2 separate regions of the Mus musculus genome follow, and region 1 is linked to region 2. A link is a contact called in public HiChIP or PLAC-seq data. All regions are on one chromosome and are shown on one strand. Each heading gives the region's core, a stretch centred on a gene start, on an enhancer-like site or on the middle of the called end of the contact. The rest is flanking DNA. Distances are from core to core; before and after follow the strand shown. Region 1 overlaps Chd6 (chromodomain helicase DNA binding protein 6). Region 2 holds the start of Slc32a1 (solute carrier family 32 (GABA vesicular transporter), member 1).

Evidence for each region. HiChIP or PLAC-seq counts read pairs in DNA pulled down with a chosen protein or histone mark.
Region 1: a contact with region 2 is called in an H3K4me3 HiChIP or PLAC-seq map of embryonic forebrain, with 8 times the contacts expected there. The contact joins the enhancer-like site here to the promoter of Slc32a1 in region 2. A contact is called at or near these places in 5 of 39 promoter capture datasets (the 3T3-L1 cell line, hippocampal neurons, pre-B cells and 2 more) and 3 of 115 datasets of contacts at active chromatin or transcription factors (embryonic forebrain, large pre-B cells and pro-B cells).

Annotation. Positions count from the first base shown.
Region 1 is chr2:160,969,986-160,973,924 of GRCm38.p6, reverse strand. It overlaps Chd6 (chromodomain helicase DNA binding protein 6), which reads left to right. Exons shown (of 37, transcript NM_173368.3): 28 at 3,719-3,779. Among named protein-coding and RNA genes, the nearest start is that of Emilin3, 60 kb to the right of the region's middle. Within about 2 kb of position 1,659, at least 20 of the 459 cell types and tissues checked have an H3K27ac peak or open chromatin away from gene starts, as enhancers often do. A contact at or near this core is called in embryonic forebrain, where this site is marked.
Region 2 is chr2:158,609,078-158,613,296 of GRCm38.p6, reverse strand. It overlaps Slc32a1 (solute carrier family 32 (GABA vesicular transporter), member 1), which reads right to left and starts at 2,539. Exons shown (of 2, transcript NM_009508.2): 1 at 1,666-2,539. The coding sequence starts at 2,055. Gm14204 (predicted gene 14204) reads left to right here and starts at 2,574. Exons shown (of 3, transcript NR_040359.1): 1 at 2,574-2,769.

The sequences.
Region 1 (3,939 bases), core at 410-2,909, 2.4 Mb before region 2:
CATGCTATGCACGTTGGGAAGGTAACACCTCTGTTAACAAAACAAGAAGTAATGAAGCAGCTTTTGTTAGCACAGTACTGTGTGGCAAGTGCTGTCTTTTGTTAGCACAGTACTGTGTGGCAAGTGCTGTCTCTGCTGTCTGCAGCTCTGGCTGCAGTGGCGAGACTGGGGCTTGGGTGCTTTCTGAAATAGGAAAGCAGTGATAGGGTGACATTGTGGCCAATGGACGATCAGGGAGAAGGAGGAGAAAAGACTTGGAAGGACATTTTATGACGTAAATGGTCAAATCCTGCTGTAAGGAACCTTTAGTCTGGAACTGAACAAGAACCCATTTCTTGTGGGTTAAGATCCTCTAAATTCATCGGGCAGTGGTGGCGCACGCACTCCTTTAATCCCAGCACTTGGGAGGCAGAGGTAGGCGGATTTCTGAGTTCGAGGCCAGCCTGGTCTACAGAGTGAGTTCCAGGACAGCCAGGGCTACACAGAGAAACCCTGTCTAGGGTTCTCAAAAAACAAACAAAAACAAAGAAAGATACCCTAAACTCAGTATTAATTGTATGTAAATTTTATCGTACTTACAAACAGGCATCATTCTTTCCCCTTTGTCCGGAATTAGAGCACAGTCTCAGTCAGCTACATAAATCCTAAGCAAACTAAACTGTCCCCTATCTGCTCCTGCAGGCTCTGTAATAAGACACCTGAGCTTTATGACATTTGGTTTTATATCTACTTTGTACACAAAGTTTATGCAAAAGTAGGAACCTTGATTTTCTTGCAAAATGAAAACATCAGCAGGGTCTTTTTGATTCTGACTTCAGACCTTTTGTTACCTGTATACAGAGATCCTTGTGTTCTGCAGACTCCTTTACTTTTTTTCAGTGTCTAGCTCGAGAATCACCTCTTAGACCCGTCCCAGCAGTCCCTGGTTGATGTTCTATGTTGCCTTTGGTACTGCGTGCATAGCCACTGCTTGTCTTTCACTCACCAGACAGAGTCCCCAGGACTAACTCTTCTGATGTTTCCACTGTTAGTCCTGGAGCCTAGCACTTTACTCATTATCTGGCCAACTGCTGTGTTGACACTGGGGTTTGGTAAGGGCATAGGAGAAATCCCCTGAATCCAGAGATCCCTCCCAAGTCTGCACTGCCACTGCCACCTCAACCAAGACAAAATGGGGGGCAGGGGGAGCAGCCATGCACAGAGGAGACTAGGCCTTCTAGTTTTAAGTAAGGAAATAAATGTACCTCACTCCTCAGTAGGGAAATACCATGTACATAGCTGTGCCACCTTCCGCTGCCGGCATTACCTTGGAGGGAGCACAGTGTGTTCACTCACCCGCAGAGCTACACTGCACTCACAAGCCCCTCAGAGGTCACTTCTGAACCTGAGTTTCATCACCATTGATGATTAGCTTAAGCGACTTCCCTGCTCCACACTTTCTCCGGCTGTCTAACACTGGTTGCTAACAATACGTTTTTAAAAATTCTTCCGCAGTATTGACTGCAGCCTGTGCAGCAGTTTCTTCCCTAGACTCAGTAGACCCCAGTGGTGCTGTTACTACTGTTGGTAATCCTCTACATAAGGACATATACTCCAGGCAAAGGAGAAATGCTAAGTGTCTGTTAATATTCCCTCCTCCCAGCTACCAGCTATTAATGCATTGGCTTTGTGCCAGCACATAGATTGCTCATTATACTCCACAGCCACCCTGTAATAAGCTGAGTATTACTTTCTCCATTTTCAAAAAGAAGAAAAGCACCTTAGAGAGAAGGAGCCATTTTGCCCAAAGCCAAAGAACAGAGGCTTTGTTCTCAGGATGGAGAAATTGTGTTCTGTCTGTCCCTTTGTCATCAGCACTCTGGACCCCTTACCTGAAGTCAACTCATTTCTTAGATGAACATGTCTTTCCCTTGTAAGTAGAAAATGGTGTTCCATGTTAAACTGTGAGCTCAGCTGTAAGACCTTCTGTGTACCCACAACTATTGGCTTCCTGTGCATCAAACTCACATTCATCTGGTTACTTGGCCATGTTCTGTCATTCTGTTGATGATAAATGCTTTACAAAAGATGGGATACAGGAAAAAGCACTTATTCATACCAAGAACTTTCCTATGTGAGTGTTTACTCAAGGATTATTCACGTTTACTAAATGCACCAGCAGAAACTGCTGGATAGACTGGAGGAGAAAACTGTGTGCTGACCTCACACCACACTGGGAGCCTGTAGCTGTGGACAAGCCCTTGTCAGCTGCCATTATGCCTTCAGAGGGAATGTTTCCCTCTGCTTGATAGGCTGGTACACTCTGCCACCCAAGCTTTGTATGCTGTAGAGTATTTTCCCCTGCCAGTATCTATCCTTAAAAATGTCAGCATTCAAAGTACCTCACAGAGGTTCTAGCCACATCTAAAGGCTCTTGTTGGCTGGAAGACAGACAGACAAGATGTAGTAGGACTTTTTAGTTTTGTTCACCTGCCTAAAGAGTAGGATGCGGAGGCACTTTTTGATGCCATTTCAAAATGGCATCATAGATCATCCTCATTTTCTGCTCTGTTAAATAGTAGGAAACAGTTCTGGGCAGTAGAAGGCAGCTTAGCTAGTGCTCCCCAGTCCTAAGTGTCTTTTCACCTCCAAAGCCAATTTTTTTCTGGAACTCTCTTGGTTCCCTTTCTTAGATAACTTGGTCCTCAAATCAGACTACCTGTATTCGAGGCCCATGTTATAGCCTGAGACCCTGAGTGACTCAGCCTCCTGGGGCAGTTGTCTGGACCTGTGAGATAGTTGGAATAAGTAGAGGGGCCGTGTGAAGGGTTTTGTCACCCCCATTCTACACAGGAGAAATCCATATTCAGAAAATGGACTTCTTTCTCTGCACTTTCTCTAGGGTTTTCTCTCCTGGGTCCATACATGGCTTCAGGGCCTAAAAGAATGTTTTAAGTTTTAACTATTGGAAGCTCTGTGTGTCTATCCACCTTCACTGTGTCAGAGCACCTGTCTCCTGTCCAGGAGCCAACAAGTGCTTTCAATAAACACCAGCAGTGACTCTCCTAGACACTTCACTCACTCTCAGAGTCTTCCTGTTTCATATCTTCTGGCAAGTAGAACATTCTTAACTTGGGCATCTCCTTTCCCAGTCCCAAATCATCCTTTGTAAAGAGCATTTGTAAAGTTTTACTTTGAGACAGGACAAAGCTAATGAAGCCGTCTGTTCAGCCGATTTCATTAGTGCACTGACGTCACAAACTCTGTGCTTCTGCTCTTACTCCAGGTTGGTTTGGAGCTTCAGATGTTAATTTTAAGTTACACCATTGGGACCCATGTCTGGAGCAGTCATGCTTTATAAAAAATAGTGTCCGTTTCCATAATGAGCGATACCCTGACTTTTTCACAGTGAAAAACAGAAATGCTCTTTGTGAGATGACAGTATTAAATTGCAAGTAGTGGTGGCAAAGCAGATATTTAAATTCACAGCTAAAACAGAAATGGTGCTTATAAATAGTAATTGAGTTTCCCATCCCTTAACCTGATTCTCTGTGGGAAGAAGCTCTGGGGGAGGGCGTGTGAGAGGAACTGCCTAAGTGAGCTTTGGTTGTGAGGCCTGTCTGGGTCTTACGATGTCCAGAGGCTTTTCTGTGCATGCATAGTCTTTGCAGCAGGGCCTTTCTCAGTGGTTTCTTCTGGGCTGCAGTTTCGCTGATGCAATGGCTTCATTTATCCCTAGGCGAGTCCCAGTGATGGAAGTGATGGCATTTTTGGTGAAAAGAAGGATGACAGCCAGGCAGGTGAGACTGTGTCCTGCAGGCAAAGAAAAGTAAGGTCCCAGTTTGTAGTTACTGTGAAGTTTATATAAATCAATGCTATCTTTAAGGAGATTTAAAAGTAAGTTGACCTGTATTAAGCTTCCCTAGAGTGACACATGTCTCTGAGTTCCTCCAGCTAATA
Region 2 (4,219 bases), core at 1,290-3,789:
GGGTCTTGGGGAACGGAGACGAGGTGTAGATATAGGTTTGGAAATAAGAACTACATAGAATAAGACTGGAGTTGGGAAACCCTAAGATGGGTGTTAAATGGGATCTGCAGAGAGGATCAGAATAGAGACCCCTCCAACCCACAAGCCCTACGCTGCAGGAAGCCTAAACCGCAGGTCTCTAGAAACTGAGGAGAGGGGAGGGCCAAAAGCTGCGCAATATGGTTTCTAATTTACATGGGGAAGAAAAGCTAACGAAATATAGGATTTCCAGAGGCCTGCCAAACTCCAGCCTACCGCCCCCGCCTTTCTCCAAGCTACAAAACAGAACCTTGAAAGGCCCAAAGAGAAGCACCCCACAACAGCAAAGGCCTTTCGGACGCCAACCCTGTCCTGTATTCTGCCAAGACTATCTCAGCAGCACCTGGAGTTGGAAGTGCCACGGGATCAGACTCCTTGGTATCCTGCTGAGTTCATGTTCCAGAGAAACTCAGCAGTTGCCTTCCACTCCAAAGAAACCTATGTTTTCTGTTTTAACGATTCAACACTCCAGAGATGCTAGGGAGCCAAGACACAGAGCCCCAGGGTGCCCAGAAACAAGGCCTCTTTCCTCCCAGAAGTTGGAACCCACCAACCCCTGCCAGCCTCCGGGGTCGTTTTGTGAATTCCAAATCCTTCAGCGGAGGAGTGCCATGTTCCTGATGGAAACGGGACTGGGATAGGGGTTGGGATTAGAGGTTATAGGTGGCAGCCTAGGGATTAGAGGTTACAGGTTTGAAGGCCTAGGACCCTTCTCAGGCTCTGGAGCAGCTTGGCCTGCTGTGGAGGAGGCTCTCAGGTTTCTGCGGTGCAGCCGGGATTTCCAGCAAGAGGAGCTAGTCTTCGCAGCTTCGTACTGCGGAGTCCCTCTACCATAGACGTTCCTATGTACCTGTATCTGTATGTGTCCAACAGAGCTGCACCAGCCAAGTGGGTGCTGTCTGCTTGAGTGTGTGTGTGCGTGTGCGTGCGTGTGCGTGCATGTGTGTGTGCTCACGAGTTAAGATTAAGCTAATGCAGAGGCACTTGCTGTGTAAAGGTATTGCTGCTATTGCAGTGTCTTGTGGTATGGTCAAGTGCATTTAGGGTAACCCTGCGAACTATAAATAGATGCACGTCATATGCCTGTTTGTTAGTGAGGAAGGGGACCGTGTCTAGCCCTGTCCGCGTGCACGACTTCTGTATGTGTCACGAGGAGGAGACTCCCTAGCTCAGCTTTCTCCCTGTCCTCCGAAAATGCAGCTGGGACTCCATTCTGGAGCTCAAGGCTAACTCTCCAGATCTTGATTTTCTTTCTTCTTCATTCTTCCCCCACCCCGACTCCCGCCCTTCCCCATGTCTCCAGCTTTTGTAGGGTCTTTGGATTTGTGACCCGCCCCCGCCCCCACCCCAAACCTCAGCCAGGCTGTCCTGTAGCAGGAACAGCAAGAGTGGATCTGAGGAGAACACCGCCTGGGGGCGTAGATCCCTATGGCTAGGAAGGTCAGAGAAGGGGAGATAAATTATCCAGTCCTGGGAGAAGGCGGCATTGAAACCTAGACCTCTGCGGGGTTCGTGTGGGGGCAGAGCCTGGCAAGGACAGCTCAGGTGGGGGGTGATGGCAAGCAGATTTGGGGATCCCGCACTCACCTGAATGGCATTTGTCACGTTCCAGCCCGCTTCCCACGCCGTGATCTTGGGTTTGTCGTGACCCCCGAACTCCCCACCAGCTCCCACGGCCTGGTCCTTGGAGCCAGAGGGTGGCAGAGGAGCGCCGCCGCGCTGATAATGAATGTCTCCCTCGACGGGAGCTTCTGCGCCCTCGTCTCCGCAGGGCTCGCCTTCCGATTTCAGGATGTCCATCTGCAGGCCCTGGCGATGCTCAAAGTCGAGATCGTCGCAGTGCGCGAAGCCCACCGCTTCCTCATCGGTGGCCGCCTGAAACCCCATCCTGGCAAACATGCCGCTCACCTTGGCCTGGGACTTGTTGGACACGGAGGTGGCCACATTGGTCAGCTTGCTGCGGAGCAGGGTGGCCATGGCGGCGGCGGGGCGGGAGAAAAGGACAGAAGGGTCTGGGGACGCGGCGGGCGCGCGTCAAGGCAGCGAGGACTGCTATCTCCGCTGGGTCTCCGCGCGGCGCCCCAGGGCGCTCTGGCTCATGACCCTCGCGCCTGACGTTCGAGGCTGGCCCCGGTCACGACAGTCTGGCTCTTGGTGGGACCGGCCCGAGAGGCGACGAGTGCACTGCAGAGCTGGTGCGGGTGCCGGCTGGGCTGCGGAGGGCGGCGGCGACGGCAGCGTCAGAACAGCTACGCGAGGCTGGCGCGGCGCCCCCACGCGGGCGCAGCCCAATGCGCTCGCACCCCTCGGAGTCAGGCGGTGCGTGGGCGGAGGGCGGCGAGGGGGAGATGCTGTCCAGACCAGGGGGCGTGAGGTGGGGGGTCGGGACCAGGAAAAGGGGGCACCAAAGGTTTCGGAAGCGCGACCGAGGCTGGAGAGGTGCACCCCTGGGAGGTCGGTGGGAAGGAGCGCGCGAAAGGGTGGGGGCCCCCCAAGTGCTGCATTTCTGGAGGAGGTGCTAAGCAGACGTCCTGGCCCGTCCCACCTTGCTGCTGCCACAAGGAGGGAGGAGTTCAGTGTGGGCTGGTTCTCGAAGGTCCCCACCCTCGGAACTATCTTCCAGAGTCCCGGAGCTGTGCGGGGGCCCCGGATCCTCTGGCTAACCGTCCGGATAACCAACAGGACAGACAGGTGAGAGTCTCTAGAGCTAGGCCGGCCGATCGGTCGTCTGTTTGTGTCTCTGCCATCTATCACTTGTTCTGCAAGTCCATCCTGATGACAGAAGTGACTGTCTTGGATTACTTTTGAAGAAAGTCAGCCCTGGGTTGGACCATCTGAGCTGTTTCTGTCGTCCAGGGATGCCGTGGTAGGAGCTGGTGCCTCACCATCAACTGCGCGCAGTGGAAGGGAAAGGCTAGCCTTTGGGCGCTCTCTCTGTCTCTGTCTGTCTCTGTCTGTCTCTGTCTCTGTGTCTCTGTCTCTGTCTCTGTCTCTGTCTCTCTCTCTCTCTCTCTCTCTCTCTCTCTCTCTCTCTCTCTCTCTCTCTCTCTCGGAGGGATTCTGAGGACGCCCCCTCGCCCCCTCGGTAAGCAAATGCTTATCTGAGAAGGTCAGGATAGACGAAAGGCAAGGCGAGCTGACAGCCTTGCGGACCGGAGCTCAGAAACATGGGTACGCTCGGCCAGGCTAGGATCACCGCCCCCGGACTGAGAGAGCTTGGATGTTTCTGTTGAGTGTCATGCGAGTGCGCGCGGGCACGAAGACGAAAGAGATCCAGAGACAAAGACATCGCATTAGATACAGCTGTGGGTTGGCGCTGTGTGAACTCTGAGCGGCAGCTTTGGTAACCGTGCGTATTCCGTGTGTGGTTTGCTGCGCAGCCGAGTTTCATTGCCGAGCTGGCGCTTCTGAAAGGAGTTGCCTTGCGTTCGTGCTGGCGTGAGCCCCTTTGTAGTCTTCATGAGGCATGGGTCAGCTACGGCTGCTTTCTGTGGGTCCCTGTCTACGTCCCCAGCTGGGTTCTCTTTCAAACTCCTAAGCAGCAAACCACGAGATGGGACCCAGCCTAGATGAAGGAGAAGCATTGTTGTCACTGAGCCTAAGAAAGCTGACAGAAATGACAAGGACTCCCGCTCCTTTTCTCCCGTCTGGAGACTCTCTCTCACTGGGAACCCCAGTCTCTACCTCCCCTGCGGTATTTTTTAGATTAGCTCAGGTCAGTGCACAAGTAGGGCGGCCTGAGGGCTTTGACCAGCAAGTAGGAGCTGCCAGGACAAGACGGGCTACCCCTAGTCACCCCCCTTCACCTCAAGCACTCTCACAGTCTCTGGAAGAGGCCTCTATCCCAGGTTGGGGACCTTCGTACAACAGACAGAGTGGTCTTCGTCACTCCGCCACCATCCCTTCCTTCACATGCCCACTGCAAAACCCCCACCTCCTGCTAAACCATGACCAAAATCCTTCTCCCCAGCAGGTCGAAATCTGGCCACCCTCAGGCACTTGACAGAAGCAAAGAGAGTAAATGCAGGCACCTCATCTTCCCAAAAGGCTTTGGACAGAAGAGACTCTTCACCCCAGAACTTCATCCAGACAAGGGTTTCCGTCCCCTTCACTGCCCCCCTTTCCTGGAGGAATTCTTTTG